Linked DNA regions of Mus musculus: region 2 is linked to region 1. The links are chromatin contacts, called in public Hi-C maps. All regions are on one chromosome and are shown on one strand. Each heading gives the region's core, a stretch centred on a gene start, on an enhancer-like site or on the middle of the called end of the contact. The rest is flanking DNA. Distances are from core to core; before and after follow the strand shown. Region 1 holds the start of Pnma2 (paraneoplastic antigen MA2). Region 2 has its middle 20 kb from the start of Gm24258.

Region 1 (3,692 bases), core at 907-3,406:
GAAGCAGAGGCAGGCAGAACTCTGAGTTCCAGGCCAGCCTGGTCTACAGAGTATGTTCTAGGACAGCCAGAGCTGTCACACGGAGAAACCCTCTCTTGAAAAACCGAAACAAACAGAAAACGAACGAACAAACAAAAAAGACAAATACAAACAAATGAACAAAAAACACCAAATGTCCAGATTCACAGAAAAATTGTCATGCTGAAATCTGCTAGCCTTTGAGACCTTTAACCCAATGGTAACCATACCTACAAGGGTTGCTCTTCAATTAACTAAGGCCTCACACATCTGGAGGGATTGCTTAGTGGTGAAATGCACAGGTTTGGTTACTAGCACCCACAAGTTGGCTTACTCTGTAACTTCAATTCCAGGGGAATCTGGCACTTTTGTCTGGCCGCCAATGGCCCCAGGCCTGTACACAGTGCATGTACAAACATTCAAGCAAAACATCCATATACATAAATGAAGGTTAACCAAAAAAGATTTTAAGACTGTAAATGAAACACCCTTGATGTACAAAAGAACCACCAGGGAAATGCTTGGGTATGGAAGAATGCAAGGATTTTGTACTTTTCTCACTAAAGAGGCCTATAGGATAACCTGTTGAAGGAACCAGGCTCTTGGGGCAAAGGCCTGGACAACTAGACACATGACTTTAGGCGTAATGACTCATAAACTGGTGTCCTAACTTGGAAGGCAGGGAGGATGAAAGACCTCAGGGCTTTAGTGTGGCATTGACAATTCCAATGGACACTTTATAAGAAAATTCCAAGCATTTCTGGTGCTAAGGTCCATAGGCCCTCCTTTCGGCTCCTACAGGATTGTGTGTGTGTGCGCACAAATTATGACTCCATCAATCAAGCTATCTCGGGCAACTGGGGGCGTTGATATCTGCAAGCAATCGTTACCTAAGCAAAGGCTGACAATGGGACTGATTTCTTGGTCACAACGCCCTGTGAGAACACGCTGCAGTAAACTGCCTCTCCTAGACCAAACCCATCCATCTTAGTGAGCATGCTCAGATCTCGCTCCAGAACCCCTAAAGGATGGGCAACACTTTTGCAGCTTTCAGCCACTCTGGAAAAACAGGAGGGGCTTAAATGCAACCAAGCCAGGACCAGGAGGTGGGACTAAGCAAGGAAAAGCCTCGAACCTGGCGGTCGTGGCTGAACCGTGTGCACGCGCGCACACACTCCAAATCCCCACACTTTGGCTGCCCACAACTCACACAGCATGTAACCCTCCCCTGAACAGCAATCTACCTCTACCCTCCATGCAAACCGCTGCGGCCCTAGAGAAGGAACATCTGGCAAACTCCCGGGCCTCCTGCGCAGCGTGCAACAGGGGCGGGGAAGCTAGGCGGGGCGACTTGAAAGCAAGATGAGTGTGCTTCAGTCTGCTTAGTCCCCAACCATTTTCCGTTTTGGGTGTGTGTGTGTGTGTGTGTGTGTGTGTGTGTGTGTGTGTGTGTGTGTTTTGAGGGATTGGAGATATCAAATCCAGGACTCTTCTGAGCCTTTTCTGAGGCAATGGCTGATGTGCAGGGCATGGCCTTTTCAGATGATGTTACGGGTCCCCAGTTTCTATGCTGAAGCGCAATCCTCAGTCTGCATTCTTTACTATGCCCCCCCCCCCCCCCCCCGCACCGCAGGCTTGCTGCTTTCTCCCCCGGTCACCGCTTGCATTTGCTATGCTCCTCTGCTTTTTCGCCCCCGCCATGTTGTGAGCCCCACCTCCCAACCACAGGGGCTGCAAGCAGGGAGAACATTCTCCTTTCCTTCTGCTCCTTGCAGTGCGCGCCCTGGCGCCCAGGTCGTGGGTAAACTGAAGCATTGGTGCCGGATACTTGGTTATCCCGGAGTAGACTTTGCTGTTTCCAGGGTCACCCCTGCCCAGTTTCCAAGAGCCTTCAGGCTTGAACCTTGGCTCCCTCAACCCTCAGCTCTCACCCGAGGCCAGGGGAGCCCCAGGGCCACCTTAGCAATGCAGTGAGGCAGGTCGGGGAGAGGGGCTCTGGACTAGGGTCTGAGCCTTCGGGTCCTTGCCCGGCTATAGCTATCCGACACTCACCCTGGCGCCGAGAGAGGTCTGTCGGGCGGCTGCCGCGCGTCCATTAGCGGGTGGAGTGTCCGCTTTACTTCCGGGGCGCAGGCTCCGGGCGCCCCCCACCCCCTCGTACCCTCCCTTCTCCGTCTCCTCCTTCTGGGTCCTCTCCCTCCTTGTCCCCTCCCTCCTGATCCTGCGTTCCTCCTGCCCCGCCCCACTCCGCCCCGCCCCGCGTTGCCGGGAACTGGCATCCTCTGCCGCAGCGACCGCCCGCTCAGATCCAACTTTGCTCGGAGGTGGCGTGGCGGCGCCGGGGGGCGTGGGCAGGGAGGGAGAAAGCGGGGTCAGGAGGAGGGACCGCGAGGGGTGGGTCGCCGGTTCGCCAGCTCTCCATCCTTTCTGTGCACCTTGCGGTAGGCAGGGAGAGGCAGCCGCGGCGGCAGCAAGAGGCTAGTGCACACCCAGCTAGGGAGACTTAGGAAACCACGGACGGACGGACGAACAGACAGGACCTTCCCCAGCGCCCCCTGAGCCATGGCCGAGAGAAAGCAATCTGGAAAGGCAGCAGAGGACGAAGAGGTCCCTGCCTTTTTTAAAAACCTGGGCTCCGGCAGTCCCAAGCCGCGGCAGAAATTCTGCGGCATGTTCTGCCCTGTGGAAGGGTCCTCGGAGAACAAGACCATCGACTTCGACTCGCTTTCAGTGGGCCGGGGCTCGGGGCAAGTGGTGGCTCAGCAGCGCGATGTCGCCCACTTGGGCCCCGACCCGCACCGGCAGAGCCGGCGTGCCAGTGGGGAGCCATCTGTTGAATCGAGCCGGAAGGTGGAGATCCGGCGGGCCTCGGGCAAGGAAGCCCTGCAGAACATCTATGATCAGGTTGGTATGGGGGTGGAGGGTGGGATCGGAGCGCGGGGCTGCCCCCTGGCTTGTCGCGGAGGACCGAGCATCCCCGCGTGGCAGCCAGCACCAGCCAGCACGCGGCACCAAGAGCTCTGCCTCCCGCATCTGCACGCGCACCGCGCCCTGCCCACCCCTTCACCGCGCAGGGTGCGGCGAGGCACGGGTTCGCCAGTGGGCGTTTGAGCTCCCACAAAGGCTGCCCTAGCCTCCTTGTCCCTGGGAGGTGGGGAACCCGCGTCAGGGACCAGCTGATCCCCGGGCTGGAGGCGTCGAGTGGCGATTGGGGTGGACCACTGTGCTGTTCTTAAATCCTCCCGGGCGGCATCCGATTGCAGCTGCGGCTCAGAGCCCCACCCTTTTTTGATGCAGCTCAAAGAGAGCAGTGGAAGGCTGCAGTGAAGACTAGAGGATTCCCTTGGGGTCTGTAGGGACAAGGGCTTACATGGCTACTCAGTGTGGCAAGGTCCCCGCCTCTAGTGCGCTCAGCACCATGGTTCTGAGCTAGGAGGTCAGGACCACGGCCAGCGCCCGGAGCCTCTTACCATTGCCTGGACTGTGTTCAGCAGCCAGTGAAGAGTCCGGGAGGTTGTGATGTCACTGAGAAAAGCTAGATAGCCCATGTAGAGAACAAAGTTCTGCTAAGTGTCTCGGCAAGGGCTTCTCAGAGCGCTTCCCCAGCGCTGTAAGGGAAGCACTTTGGGAATGGGGAGAGACTACGCGAATTATATTCAAAGAACTAAAAAGGA
Region 2 (3,631 bases), core at 594-3,093, 39 kb before region 1:
CTCATTGACTGTCCCCGCATTTGCTCTAACTTTCTAACCTGACAGCTCATTCTGCATTGCGTTAGACATTTCCAGGCTTAGATCAGTTTTGGTCCTGCTTGGGGCTCTAACTGCTTTTCAGTCATTCTGTATGTTGCAGGGTTTGAGATCCTTGTTACAATAGTTTTCTTTCTTTGCTCTGAGCAGCGTTGGGGATTCAGCCCTCTAGACTAGACTGCTCACAGGAAGATTCCCCAAAAAAGCTGGAAGAGAGGTCCCACTAACAAAGTCACAGGACAGAAGCGTGTGGAAAAGCCAGGTAACATGACCCTTCAAAAGAGCCCAACTCTCCAGTCACTGAATTCAAAGCCACCAAGGTAGGCAAGAGACACAGGTTTCAGACGTTTACTTGTAAGACTGACCAGTGACTCCAGAGGATACAGACAACAGGTGGGCTGAATCCAGGACCCAGAGAAGACGGTCAGGCTCATGGAAGGAAATGTCAGCAAATGGACGAGAGAGTCAGTATGTATGCACTAGTTAGCAGCATGGCAGGAAAATTCAACAAAGAACATTAGAGTCTGAAAACAAAACAGAAGTGTTGGAAATGAAAATTTTGAAGGGGGAAAAAAACCAAAAAAACAAAACAAACCAACACAGTCACTCGTGGTAGACGAACATCCTGAACCAAGCAGAAGAAAGAACGTTAAGATGGAGAATGGAGGGCTGGAGAGACGGCTCAGCGTTTAAGAGCACTGATTGCTCTTCCAGAGGTCCTGTGTTCAATTCCCAGCAACCACATGGTCGCTCACAACCATCTGCAATGGGATCTGGTGCCCTCTTCTGGTTTGTCTGAAGACAGCTACAGTGTACTCATCCTCATAAAATAAATAAATAAATCTTTTTTTAAAAAAGAGATTTGAACATTTTATTTAAAAAAAAAAAAAAAATGGTGGATGGAGTTGAGGAAATTCGGAGTTCAAGTGTCAGCATCCGAAAAGAAGCTGAGCTGTGATGAAGCGATCAGAGACAGACCAGCCTACAGGAGCTGTGCTAAAACCAGGAGGCAGAGTCTGCTCAGTAAAGTCAGAGCGGCAACTTCCCGAACTAGACAAAGAGTGGACGCCCAAACGGTGGCATTTAGAGCCCAGACCAGAGAGCCTCTCCACGACCTACCAGGGTTCAGAATCCAGCATGCAAAGCAAAGACACATGTGAGGCGCTGCAAAGGAAACTGCCAACAAATCCTTGTAAACGCTAGGAAGGCAGTCCAGTGATGTGCCCAACCGGCAAAGCACCGTGGCCAGACCCAAGCCTCCCTAGGACCCACGGTAGGAGAAACCTGACATCAGAAAGTTAGCTTCCGGGCATGGTGCGCGCATGCGCATACACTGAGTCTGAGCGAGAATGCGCCTCTCCTTTCGCTTTATGGGTTCTAGAGCTCAAACTCAGGACATCAGGCAAAGTGACAGCACCCTTACCAGCTGAGTCTTCTTGCCAGCCTTGTTTTTCATGAACAGAACAGGGTCTCACTGTGTTGCCAAGGCTAGACTTGAACTTCTGAACACCACTGATCTTCCTGACTCCCCAGAGGTTGGGAATCTGGGCAAACACCCCTATGTCTGGCCTGTTGGTAACATCTCGCCTTAATAGTGTACATTGTTTTCCACTTATGGGCCAATATCGGCGCACCATCATTTGAGCTTCATAGTTTTACATTAGGTCCGTGCTGCGCTATGCCGGTTTGCTGGGTCTTGACAGATGTGTGACAACAATTGTTCATCATTACAGTGTCATACAGAGTTGTTTCCCTGCCCTAAAAACCCCTCCAGTGCACCTGCCGTGCCTACATCTCACCTCAAGGCCGTGCCACGCCCTGATGGTTTATTGTTCCAAGGTTTTGCCCTTCTGGACAGTCCCTGTGATAATAGACTCAGACATTGTAGGGTTTGTCCGTTCACTTCCCCTTTTTAGTGAAATAAATACACCCCCTGTAAGCATCTGTGTGCAGCTTTGTGTGTGGACATGGTTTCTAGCAGATGTATCTGAGTGTGACTCCTGAGTCGTGCTGGGTCGGACTGTTTAGTTTTGTACAGAGCTGCAGAGCTGTCTTCAGGCCAGTCTTCCTCAAAGCGAGCAGCAGAGGAGAGAGCTCCTGCCGCCCCACCCTTGCTTGTGACCGTCAGAACCTTGGATGTCAGCCATTCTAAGAGGTGTGTGTACCCTGGTCCCTGCGGTGGCTTCCATCTGTGCCTCCCTAGTGACGTGTGACGTCTCGCAGCTGCTCCCACGCACGTTTGCCATCTGCCACTCTTCATAAGACGTGCAGCCCAGGTGACAGCTGGGGGCTCCTGGCCCCTCAAAAGTCAGATAAGATTTATTAAATCCTGTATTCCAAGCCTGTGAAAGTGCTAATGCCGCCCAGAGAGAAATGAAGGCTAGGAGAAGCTTCTAGAAGTGGAGGCATTCACCACACTTACGGTTTCTGTGGAACACGTGAGTGCCTTCCAGTCGGCATCATGTGGTCTCCAGTAGGTGGGGCAGGTACTATTTATTACTATTATTCCTTGAAAAATGGAACTGCTGAGGTAAATCATTCCAGCTTGCAGAGGTGGCCGAGTGAGACATGAGCACTGGCCTCTTGTCACTCAGACAGACGGGCCTTAGGCTGGCAGAGTCCACCTCCTTGTGGAAAACTGCTGAAGCCAGTAAGTATTGCAACCACCATTTTGGTTTCCTTCCTTCCTTCCTTCCTTCCTTCCTTCCTTCCTTCCTTCCTTCCTTCCTTCCTTCCTTCCTTCCTTCCTCCCTCCCTCCCTCCCTCCCTCCCTTCCTTTTCTTTTTCTTCTTATTTTTAACATTTATTTGTTTATTCATTTTGTATGAGGAAAGGAGCCGTGAATGTTTGTGGAGGCCAGAGGACAACTTTTGAGAGTCAGCTCCCCTTCTGCCCTGTGGGTTCTAGGGAATCAAGCTCTGGCAAGCAGCCTTGGGGGGGGGGGGCACTGCCCTTGCCTGATGACCCTCAGCTGACATTGCCAGCTCCTCATTTTTATTTTTATTTTTGAGGCAAGATCTTGCCCGGGTCCTCCTCAAACTCTATTCTCCTGCCTCAGGCCACTGCCTGCTGGTGTTACAGGCTTAGGCCTCCACCCCTGGCTTGTGTCACGAAGGCCTTTAGCATGTCTAAGCTGCCCACACAATCAGGAAGTAGAAACTGAGTCTCACTGAATCTAGGAGCTTGGTTCCAGGCAGAGCTGGAGTCTGGGGCCTCCCCAGTCTCTCCTGGTGGAGCTCTGGAAAGATTCAGCATCTTGGCAGTTCAGGAAGGCTCGGCATCCATCACTGGCCATGTATGCTTGTCAGACACTGAGCCCCTGTAGAAAGCAGACTTTTAAAACTTCTCATGCTCTGACAACTCGCCTGAGTCCTTGATGCCCTCCCTGTGTGAGCCAGCTGCCATCAGATAATAAAGAACACCCTTGGGAGCGTGCCCTTCCCATACACACCAGCCATGCCTGACACTTCCTTTATGGGACTCTTACATTTGAGGGCACCATTCTTCCAGCCTAGCCACTCATAAGCAAGTGCCAAGCCTGCTGCATGCCTGTCTGCCTCTCCGTGTGTCCCTTCTGCCTCCCAGCCTACCTCCT

What was found. A called contact is a pair of places that touch in the nucleus more often than the background predicts.
Region 2: a Hi-C map of cerebral cortex shows a contact between it and region 1, with 5 times the contacts expected there. The contact joins the enhancer-like site here to the promoter of Pnma2 in region 1. A contact is called at or near these places in 1 of 39 promoter capture datasets (trophoblast stem cells), 10 of 484 Hi-C or Micro-C datasets (the AML12 cell line, the G1E-ER4 cell line, the N1E-115 cell line and 7 more), 10 of 115 datasets of contacts at active chromatin or transcription factors (SST interneurons, embryonic forebrain, embryonic hindbrain and 5 more) and 1 of 9 other capture datasets (pancreatic islet).

Annotation. Positions count from the first base shown.
Region 1 is chr14:66,909,672-66,913,363 of GRCm38.p6, reverse strand. Pnma2 (paraneoplastic antigen MA2) reads right to left here and starts at 2,156. Exons shown (of 3, transcript NM_175498.4): 1 at 2,071-2,156. Dpysl2 (dihydropyrimidinase-like 2) reads left to right here and starts at 2,323. Exons shown (of 14, transcript NM_001378767.1): 1 at 2,323-2,922. The coding sequence starts at 2,581.
Region 2 is chr14:66,948,748-66,952,378 of GRCm38.p6, reverse strand. No RefSeq gene overlaps it. Among named protein-coding and RNA genes, the nearest start is that of Gm24258, 20 kb to the left of the region's middle. Within about 2 kb of position 1,843, at least 18 of the 459 cell types and tissues checked have an H3K27ac peak or open chromatin away from gene starts, as enhancers often do. A contact at or near this core is called in cerebral cortex, where this site is marked.